Linked DNA regions of Mus musculus: all the other regions are linked to region 2. The links are chromatin contacts, called in public Hi-C and Micro-C maps. All regions are on one chromosome and are shown on one strand. Each heading gives the region's core, a stretch centred on a gene start, on an enhancer-like site or on the middle of the called end of the contact. The rest is flanking DNA. Distances are from core to core; before and after follow the strand shown.

The links. Hi-C and Micro-C count contacts between places; a contact is called where the count stands out from the background.
Region 1: a Hi-C map of pre-B cells shows a contact between it and region 2, with 2.0 times the contacts expected there. The contact joins the enhancer-like site here to the promoter of Zfp33b in region 2. A contact is called at or near these places in 1 of 39 promoter capture datasets (embryonic stem cells), 5 of 484 Hi-C or Micro-C datasets (adipose-derived mesenchymal stem cells, embryonic stem cells and pre-B cells), 2 of 115 datasets of contacts at active chromatin or transcription factors (embryonic stem cells and epiblast stem cells) and 2 of 9 other capture datasets (embryonic stem cells and macrophages).
Region 3: a contact with region 2 is called in a Micro-C map of embryonic stem cells, with 4 times the contacts expected there. The contact joins the promoter of Spp1 here to the promoter of Zfp33b in region 2. A contact is called at or near these places in 1 of 39 promoter capture datasets (liver), 1 of 484 Hi-C or Micro-C datasets (embryonic stem cells), 2 of 115 datasets of contacts at active chromatin or transcription factors (both in embryonic stem cells) and 1 of 9 other capture datasets (pancreatic islet).

What each region holds. Positions count from the first base shown.
Region 1 is chr5:104,350,029-104,353,642 of GRCm38.p6, reverse strand. No RefSeq gene overlaps it. Among named protein-coding and RNA genes, the nearest start is that of Mepe, 27 kb to the right of the region's middle. Within about 2 kb of position 1,557, at least 24 of the 459 cell types and tissues checked have an H3K27ac peak or open chromatin away from gene starts, as enhancers often do. A contact at or near this core is called in pre-B cells, where this site is marked.
Region 2 is chr5:104,570,391-104,573,835 of GRCm38.p6, reverse strand. Zfp33b (zinc finger protein 33B) reads right to left here and starts at 2,164. Exons shown (of 3, transcript NM_001346671.1): 1 at 2,065-2,164. The coding sequence starts at 2,094.
Region 3 is chr5:104,433,703-104,437,096 of GRCm38.p6, reverse strand. It overlaps Spp1 (secreted phosphoprotein 1), which reads right to left and starts at 1,986. Exons shown (of 7, transcript NM_009263.3): 1 at 1,901-1,986; 2 at 655-722; 3 at 521-556. The coding sequence starts at 708. RefSeq lists enhancers at 1,099-1,135, 885-1,204, 2,016-2,062, 2,680-2,688, 2,693-2,720, promoters at 1,900-2,890, 1,941-3,394, 1,964-3,394 and a cis regulatory region at 3,370-3,384.

The sequences.
Region 1 (3,614 bases), core at 308-2,807, 220 kb after region 2:
AGGAGAGGAGGGCTGATATTGGGATATGAAGTGAATAAGTAACTTAATTTTTAAAAACAAATTTAAAAAGAGAACAAATGTCCCATTTTAATTAATAAGGGACACCTTGTCAACCATAAATACATATCTCACTGCCATCAGTTTTCTAAGTTACAGAATAAGAACTTAGCTAAAAGTTTTAAACATCATCGAGTGTTCTTATGCTTGCTAAGTGACCTCTGGGTGTTAGTAAATGAGTGGGGAGGTGGGAGGGGGGTAGCAGGCAGATGAAGGCGTGAAATAACCATCTAGAACAGGCAGGCACTTCCCAGAGGTAGTTTGGAAATACTCCAGTTAAAAATAAATAATGCTTTCTGTAAATTTCTTTCACAACCCCGCTGTAGTTCCAATGTGATCATAACTTTGTCAGCAAATTCTATTTTCAGCATGACTGGAAAACCTTTCACCTCAGCCTCGCTTTGGGAAAAAACCTGAGCTCTACTGTCAGACCTCTTCATTTCTGAGTTTGTCTCTTTGCTTTCCCTTTTTATAAGAAGTTTCATAGAAATTCCAGCTCATTTATCTAAGTGCCTGTTCCTCGGGGTCATTCCAAATTTCCACTGGATTAGATCTCCATGGTCAAACCAAGGTTGCCATGGTATGGACACTGCTGAGGGAGTTACTGTCAGGAGACTTTTATGGATGTTAAATACAAATGGTTGTTGTAAATGGTTTCATGACACCTTGCTTTTCTCTGACTTCTAAGTACTTCTAAGTATCAATGACAGCAAAGGTTGCTTTCCTTTGGGAACTCTCAAGAATGTCATACAAGCTTTTCAGAGAGTATGATCTAAGAATTTTTGGTTGTACTAATGGACTAGAAATAGGGTGATGTTGCTGTGATACTCTGACCACAGGCCAGAGGCAGATTTGAGCAGCATTGCAAAGGCCCTGTACTATGGCCGGGGTGGAGGTGGGGGTTGGGGGGTAAGGGGGGGGGGGAGGGAGATGAGAAAGCATCCAGATTAAAACTTAAAACTAAACCCAACGTTGCCTCTGAAAAAGGGGGCGTTTGCACAGTTCCTCCACCGTGTTTCCCCATTTGATCATTTTGGTGCATAGTTAAGTTCTGCATGACCAACTAGTTGTGTTCCTAGCGCTGTTGTAGCAAGACATAAACACATGAACTGATTTCTAGCCAGGGAGAAATGACCGTTATTTTGAAGTTGCTTCTGGGAATTTGAGAAACTCTGTCAGAGCTAGTATGCCCCTTTAAATCACCACACAGTGCCCAAGCAGCACATGCTAAAAATATAAATTAACCACAGGTTGTCTAATAACCGATATTTTTGTGAGTGTCTGTTGAATAGGACGGGGCAGCCACAGGAAGCAAGGGAAATGAGGTGAGACAGAGGGGTAGGAGTTGGTATTGCTTTTACTCGTTGCTTCTGGAAAGGTTTGTATACAGTGGCCTTTACAGTGTTTGCTGAAACCCACCCACAGAAGGAATATTCTGTTCTGTTTGAATTTGAGGGGGAAACAGGCTGACATTTCCGGGACTTCCTGGTCTGCTTCTCCAGCCCGGAAGAGGCTCTATCCCGCCCCTGAGTCTTGCTCTGCCTCTGACCCACTGTGGACACACTGCTTTGTTGGCTTAAAAAGGACATTCTGTTCAACAGTCTCTTATCCTTTTGTAAAAACGGAAACAAATAACAGAAAAGTAAGTTTCTATTGCAGAGAGGAGGAAGAGCAGTGAGGCTGGTCCTGTGTGTGCCTGTGTGTGCCTGTGTGTGCCTGTGTGTGCCTGTGTGTGTGCAGGGCTGGCTTCCGAAGTCTGAGGGCTCAAAACAGGCCCACACATGAAGTGCTTTAATTTAAAAAGAAATTGGAATATATACATATATATATACACATATATATGCATATGTATATATATATGTAAAAGCTTTATGCTTTATAAATACATATGTATTCCATATATATTCCATGTTTATATATATACATATATTCCATATGTTTTACACACACACACACACACACACACACACACACACACACATATATATATATATATATATATATATAGAGAGAGAGAGAGAGAGAGAGAGAGAGAGAATATCTAAAACTTACGGTCTTATTCACGTTAGCAAAAGTGCTCTTCCAGTGAACTATGCACCAACACATCAACTTGAAGTTCTTATAGTCATTTTGAGCTGTTGATTTGTATAGAGACATGATGGATGCCCTGGGCCATGTGCTCCTGCAGGTGTGATATGCAGAGCACAGGATGGAGTGGTAGATAGTATAGGGCATCCCCCAGTCATTTGAACAGGAAAGCTTGTGTTGCTTGTACTAGGAGGCACTCATTATGCAGTAGGTCCTGTTTCTTTGTGGGTTTCCACGGTTTTCATTCCATGAATAGCAGCATGCCTGTGTTAGTCAGAAGTTGCCAGGAGAATACAACCAGTACAAAATATGTACATATGGAAGAGGAGGCTCCTTATGGGAACTAGTCACTTAATTTATGGGAGCTGAGAAATGCCATGGTACACTGACTGTATGCTGGTGGTGTGATTCAGTTCAGTTCTGAAGACCTACAAACTGGGAGGCTGCAGTGTGAAAGCCTGAGTCTGAAGGCCAGAGAACTCATGTCCTAGAGCATAGCTGGACAATTCAGATAGAAAGTGCCCCCTTCTTTCACATTCCTGGGGAAATAGACTCACACACACACACACACACACACACACACACACACACACACACACATTGACATTCAGTGTATTGGATTACCCTAATGATTTTATTTAGCTTGCTCATTTGAATTCTCTCCTCTTTCAGAAACACCTCCATAGACCTGTGATGGCTGCTCTTGGTTGTAAACTTGACATAACAGGAAAGAAAAACCTCAACTGAGAAACTGGCTCCATTAGATTGGCCTAGAAGCATGTCTTGGGGGCATTTTATTGGTTGTTCATTGATGGAGGAGGGCCTAGGCCACAGCGGCTGGTGCTATCCTTTGGAAGTAGTCCTAGGTTGTATAAGTGAAGCAGCCCAGCAAGCCCAAGGGGGCAAAGCATAGCATCGTTCCTCTATACTCTCTGCTTAGCCCTGTCTCCAGGCTTGTGCCTTGTGTTCCTTCTTCAGATTCTCTGAATAATGGACTGTAAGTTGCTTTTGGTCCAGGTGTTTATCAAGCAGCAGAGTGTACCTAAAACCGATCCATTCATCAGTACTGTTTATAACTTACCTGGGCATCTGTTAGCCCTGACAAGCTGATATTAATCATGACAACATCCTTTGAGAGTTGGCACACATGAAGTGGCATGGTGATGTGGTGTGTGTGTGTGTGTGTGTGTGTGTGTGTGTGTGTGTGTGTGTGAATATAGCAGCAGCTACTCTGTGGGAGTTCATTTATGAAGAAACATGAAATGCTTCTATCAGTAGTAGCTACATTAGCGATTCTAAACTGATCAACTTCCTGAGAGAATAAGGAAGTGATAGCTGAATGGGGTTGCCATGAGTTCTGAAGGCATTTCTAAAACACTTTCAGGGATGTAGTGGTAAACTCCCTAAGATACACATTCAACAAGATTCCACTTGAATACACGTGTAAGCGTTGGTAATAAGCAACTCTA
Region 2 (3,445 bases), core at 915-3,414:
TTATAAACATATTCTCCTAATCAAAAATGTGTGACGACATAAGCCTGGTTATTTACTCTGAAGAATTGAAATGGGTCACTTGTCTAAAGTATTACATTTTTGCTCAATGATCATTTATTGCCATTATTTAAATTCAAACAAAAGCAATTCAGTCTATTTCTTAACCTCATTTTAACTTTTTGATCCACTGTGACTCATGGGCAGAAAGTTCTCCTTGCATCCAAATAGAACAACTTTCTGGATTCTTACAGTCTGCTGTACTAGCTATTTGCTTCTCATCAATCTGGCCACTCTGGTGTAAAAGCTGGCACTCACTTTTGCTTCCCCAAACACCAACTACAAGACATTATAAAAACACTTTGAACTTGAATGCTGATGCTAGATTCTGTGCTTTCCCTCCCACATTTTCAATTTCAACCTGTACTGTACACAAGATGGCTGAAGCTCTCACACCAATCTGACAAATGGCAATGTTGTAAGAGATTAAAATCAGAAAGGAGAAAGAGTCAACAGGACATTGCTTAAGCTGTCGTTCTGTGCTGTTTTATGACCAATAGGGCATTGGTTGTAGGGATCCTTTATAAGGGTATAGTCCCTTAAATGTGAACTTGAACAATGTTACCTATGAGCACATGTGTATTGAAACTTAAAAAACAAAACTAAACTAAACTAAAAAACCCCACAAACTCCCACAAAAATAACTCAAAGTGGCTTTAACTGTTATATTTCTCACCGTCAATCTACTACTCATCATTCAAACAGTGAGGCCCCATGCTCTACAGATCTCTCTGGGTGGAGAAGATCAGAATGGTGGCTATGGCTCTGCAGTCTCTCATGCCTCTTTGGGAAATCCATGACCTCTGAAACCCACAAAGAAAACAACTTGGAAGAGCAATTTAGTGTCTGCTTCCTACCAAGCACCATGAACACATGAAAAACCTCTGAAACTCAAATCTACTTTTGAACCCTGGACTTAATTTACATGAAACATGCATTGTGGCTGGTGGTAATAAAACAAGGGACAAATGCTAACAATAGTGACTTTCAAGAAAAACAAGCAATTTCCTGCTAAGGAAATGCCATCAATAAGATGATGTATGATCTTGTCCTTATGTGTAATATTAGCTGCTGATCTATAACCTGACACACACACAGCTTCTCAGCTGACATAATTACATCAACAAAGTTTGATCCCACAGAACATCCCCAACTTGTATACCCACCAATCTATACAATTTCTATAAACATGCATGAATTAATAAATGCTGAGGAATTTAAAACAATCACTCACTTTGCCCCATCAGGTCCTCCTTCCCAATGGTGACTCCTGCAGATGACTCCTTAAACTTTAGTCTGTGAGCTAGCTCTGGTCTACACTGTTTCACCCTACTGTGTACACAGTAAACCATTCCTCCTGTTCTAGTCTGAAGGCAGAATACATGTTCCACAGGAATGCACTTTTCCTTTCACTGCAAAGGACAGTTAATCACAGGACTTAAATGAGTAATTTTAAAAACGCTCTTGTACATACATTTAACATTCGAACTTAGAAAGTCTAATAAAAAGGAAAGCAGGGTCATTGCCCTGGGGAGCATGAGACTGGGATGCACGTGACAACATAGCTTGTCTCAGAAACATTTTTCTAAAAGACTAATGGGGCAGCTGTACAAAAATTAACATTGCATCTATTTCTTGTTTCTTTAAAAACAGAGGCATATTGAAAGAACGTGCTCTCAGTCACCCAACAGATGGATGCCTTTTACAACTAGACAAAATTAACTCCAAATGAATCACAACAAAAAATGATAGAGGAGAAGAGCTTGTAGACTCTACTAGAGGAACCAAGCCTGCCTGCCACTGGCATCCTATCAAGGATGTTTCTATACACAAGACCCTGTTCCAAATGCTTTGTGCAGATTCAGCCCAGAGAGGGAAGTTATTCAGATGCCACCGCTGGGTCCAGGAATGGCTTACACTAACAGGGACCTCACACGCGGCTGCATCAAGCTGCTGGTTCCCGCCCAGCCCCGAGCAGGACCCACCACAGCGGCTCCCGCTCCTCACCTTTGTGGAGAGTGAGGATGTGCTGGCCATGCTGTATCTTCAGAGCTTCCTGAGCTTCCCTCAGTACTCGGCAGTTGAGGTGAAAAAACAACACACAAAATCACGTAAACTCTCGCAGAACCTGCAATGTGATTTCCGGAAGAACCCTCCTCCTTTTCTGACTGGCAGGCGCGTATGGAGACTCTGATTGGACAGTGAATCTGTCAGTCCATTTATTCACTTCCGTTGGGCACAGCCTGTTTGGGCTCCGTACCGGGGAATAAATATCTAGACTATTTTTTCTTTTCTGCAGCCTGGCTGGTGCTGGGCTTCAGGGGAAGCCAAGAGTCTGCTCAGGGATGGGAAATGCAGTCTTTGATGAGGCCGAGGCTAGAGCTGGTTAGGGAGTTCCTGGTCTGTGACGTGTCCCAGTTCTGGGGTGGAGGGTGGGGGGAGGTTCTGACTCTTGAACATCCAGGCATAGCTGAGAGTCCCAGAAGAGCCACGAACTGAATCAGGGCCCTTGGGGGCACATATCTGTGTGATATGATTTTAAATTATGTAGCCATATTGTGTTTACAATATTTTAGCTTCGTGAAGAGTAAATTTTAAAGCCTGTTTACAACCTCAAATCTATTCTTTTTGAGTCTCAGTTGACAATAAATATATTTCACGGCCGCTGTTAATTTCTTGCTGCCTTCCCATGGTGAAGCTCTGTATTATATGAGGATGACATGAAGCTTTTCTGTTCCATGAATGACAGTGCTTTAAGATCCTTGTCCTAGCTGCCTAGACGCCAGTCTTCTCCTGGCAGTCTTTGTAACAAGATGTAGAACTCCCAGCTCCTCTGGCCCCATGCCAGCCTAGGCTCTGCCATGCACCTTGAACTTCTGAATTGTAATCGAGCCCCAATTAAACGTCGTCCTTTTAAGAGTTGTCTTTGTCATGGTAACTGTTCACAGCAGTAAAGCCATAATTAAAACAGGAAGAGATAATTGAAAGTAGAAAACAAACAAACTACTAAAGTCCATTTCAAAAGACATATCCAAAGACACTACCATTGTTTCCTGTCCCCTGGACAACTCCCTGCTGACCTTACCTGCCATTGTGGGTTGGACATGACGTGACAGAGAGTCAAAGACACAGACTTCTGGAGTAGACAAGAAAGACAGTGCAAGGTCTCTAAACACTGCTGCAAGCTTCTTTAATTCCCTTCACCCATGCTCACTGGTACCAAGAAAGCATCTGTGGGTATGAATATAAATGCTCAGAAGATACTGTGGAATCACAACTCTTTAAATAATTTTAGAAAATTCTTACGACTGTACATGTCAGTCGCAGGTTTATTTGCTGAATTTACATGACAAAACAAAATACAAATTAAAGAAATAGAAAAAAAGAA
Region 3 (3,394 bases), core at 737-3,236, 140 kb after region 2:
TGCCAATGCTGCTGGTCTTATGTTGAAACATGTAAAGGTACTGGTTTGGTTTTCATTCTCATTTAGGAAAATGTGATCTAAAGTCAGCTAATAGATCCAAACAGCACAAATGGACTTTTCTTTTCAAGATGGACTTGGATGGTATTGTAAATATCATAGTCATATGATCAGCTCCAGCTGACATCTGAGTGACCTTCTAAAGTCAGCCTGCAGGATTTTCCAAGCATGCTGACTCAGGAAAGAACCAGTCACTCAAGGTCCTGTGACCTGCTTTATGTAAGTAGCAATTGTCTAGAACATGCTTTTATTATATTAAAAATCTAATTATAAGAGAATCTGTTTATTAAAAACAATGGCCGATTTGGTACTGTCTCTGTCTAAAATACATAGTAAGTACTTTGAAATACTCAGGTCTAATTATATAGATGAATAAAATGGCAACAAAAAATTGCTGTTCCTAGCAACCTTTGCGACGCTGGCGAACATTCTTCAGTTAAATGATCAACCCGGAGGTGCTTACCTTCTCCTCTGAGCTGCCAGAATCAGTCACTTTCACCTTTAAAACAGAAAAGTGACAAGGAAATGCGTGTGAGTGTGCTAAAGCTAAAATTCATTTGTTTTCAAGAATTCTCTCTAAGATTCAGCTGTACTCACCGGGAGGGAGGAGGCAATGCCAAACAGGCAAAAGCAAATCACTGCCAATCTCATGGTCGTAGTTAGTCCTGCAACATATTTTATGAGGCACAGTTGATGTCTTGTCAGGTTCAAACACACTCTTGGCACCACTAGATCACCACCAAGTCACCAATAATTTATGGAATCTTTCTACATCTCAGAGAAAATTTCAGTGAGTCAATATTTGTGTGCCTTTTCTACCTCTCCACCTCTCATCCTTAGCAAGGAAAAGGGCAATTTCACAACTCTATTCATCCAAACTTTACGTCTGGAGTCTCAGAGCTTATGCCCCCACTATCTGATGTCTCTAGAGCTCCACACCAAGATTTGTTTCACAGTAATCGAGTAATTAAAGCAACGAACTACCATGAGAGTACTTTCTGCAAGGAAGAAAAAGAGAAAATAGAATGATAAAAGAAAATTGCTTTTTCCATTTGCATTTCAAATGTGATTTTAACTTACATTATACAAAGCTGAAAGAAACAAAGATATCTTTGAATTTGAGTAAGATGTTCTATTTGGACTAATAATAATAATAATAACAACAACAATAATAATAATAATAAAAATAAAACACTGAGAGCAGGCAACAGCTTTTCTGTGCATGTTGATGAGTCTGTGTTATCACACAGGGACCTTAGTGAAAACTGTAAAAGCCAAGTGCAGAAGCGAGAAATTAAGGAAGGTTCTCTTTTGAAGTGAGACAGTTTTCTAAAAATAACTGTATCTGGTTTATATTAATATAGAGGATCCTCCTTTACTGGTCTCCACAGTCATCCAGCCACTTTAAAATGATGCAGACATTTGTTCCAAAGATACATAGAACTTTACAATGTGTGTGTGACAGGAGAGAGAGGGAGAGAGGGAGAGAGGGAGAGAGAGAGAGAGGAGGGAGAGAGAGAGGAAGAGAGAGGAGGGAGAGAGAGAGGAGGGAGAGAGGGAGAGAGAGGAAGAGAGAGAGGGAGAGAAAGAGAGAAAGAGAGAGAGAGATTACTAGCAGATCTCTCTCTCTCCTTTAGAGGACCAACTAGATTTATTTTAACTTCTACATCCAACTGGCTTTGAAAATACCGGGAAACCTGCAATGTACCTGACCAGCTTATTCAAAAAGACCAGAACAGCACGAGTCTGACTAACAAATACGACTGTTGAAAGAATGTTCTCTGGACTCACCCTCAGAATTCAGCCAGGAGAACTGCAGCCTCATGGGCCACTGCAGGCTTACCTTGGCTGGTTTCCTCCGAGAATGCCTGCCGCAGAAGACTGCAAACCCAAGCAAGGATGCTTCTTCAGTGTGAGCTGCTGGTGGCTCAGACCTCCCAGAATTTAAATGCTGGTCCAGACAGTCTCCACCAATCAGGAGGTGGAGTGATGTGTCATGAGGTTTTTGCCACTACCCGGCCCACCTGCTCCTACACTTCCTCCTCTGGTTTTGTGGTTAAAAAAAAAAAAAAGGAAGAAAAGGAAACACACACAAAGCATTACTGATGAACGATGTCATTAACTACCCTTTTCATTTATAGACTGCATTTAGAATCCCGGAAGAGCATCAGGGATCCATAAGGAAAGGAAGAGTAGATCACCCTCACAGAGACTTTGTTTATAGTTACTGAATTAGTAGAAAAACATCAATGGGGATGAAAGGTATGGATTCTCCTATCTAAGTTACAGATAAAGGCCACATGGATACACAATTTGATTCTCTCAGACTTACTTAAATCTAGAAAACTGCTGTCTCGGCAGAACTTTCAGACCCTCCCTTTTGCCTTTGTATTCGGTAGCTTAGGTTGGCCGGGCCACAGTGGCTCTGTTTTGTACTCCGGAAGATCACCATGAATTTGAGGCTAGCCTCGGCTCCATACTGTGTTCCAGGTCAGTTGGGGCAACAGAAAGTGAGACCCTCTCACAAAAGAAACAAAACCTCACAACAAAACGAAACAAAGTAACAACTCAGTTTTGACACTTGAGCTATGCAGCCGCTTGCTCTTTGTGCAAACCACACAGTGACCCTGAATTCCTCTCCTGCCTCCACTGACCTTTAGAGACGTGAACCTCGTGAACCTTGTTGCTCTGTTGGAGCAGCTGGGAGTGATGGTTCTGATGCTATCTAAACTATAATGGCCATATAGAGCAGAAGAGGTGGTTACTCCAGATAGAGCCCGCCTAAGCAAGCAGTTTGTGAGACTGGAATGCTTGCTGGGTGGGGAAGCTGCAGGAGCCAGACTGCCTTTCAGTCCTTCTGTAAGCAGTGCCAGGTGTGACCTTGGGCAAGTCACTTAGTCTATCTACAGGACAATGGATTAGTGTAAGTGCAGTTGATAGCACTTCACATTTTGCAATGCTCCTTCCCCCACATGTTAAAGAACGTGTATATTTTAACTATTACAGAAATCTTCAGCAGAGGCAAGGAGCTGAAATTTGTAATGCCTTTGAATTGATCTTTAAGCTGTACACGTTAAAGGGTTCTCTGAATATTTTTTTAAAGACACAGCTTATATTTCTGAATTATCTTTTTTGAGTTTTATTTCCTGGAATATATAAGGTTGGCTACTTAAAAAGATTTTAAAATTTGTATTAACAAAACGTTACTGAATAGTTAAGAGGTATTCAAATGAGATAAAATTATAGGTGAAGCAGACTTCTTTAAATATTTAATACTGCCCTGCAGTTACTTCCTTTCTTTTCCCGAAATGGAGAACACAGGCTTATTACCTTACAT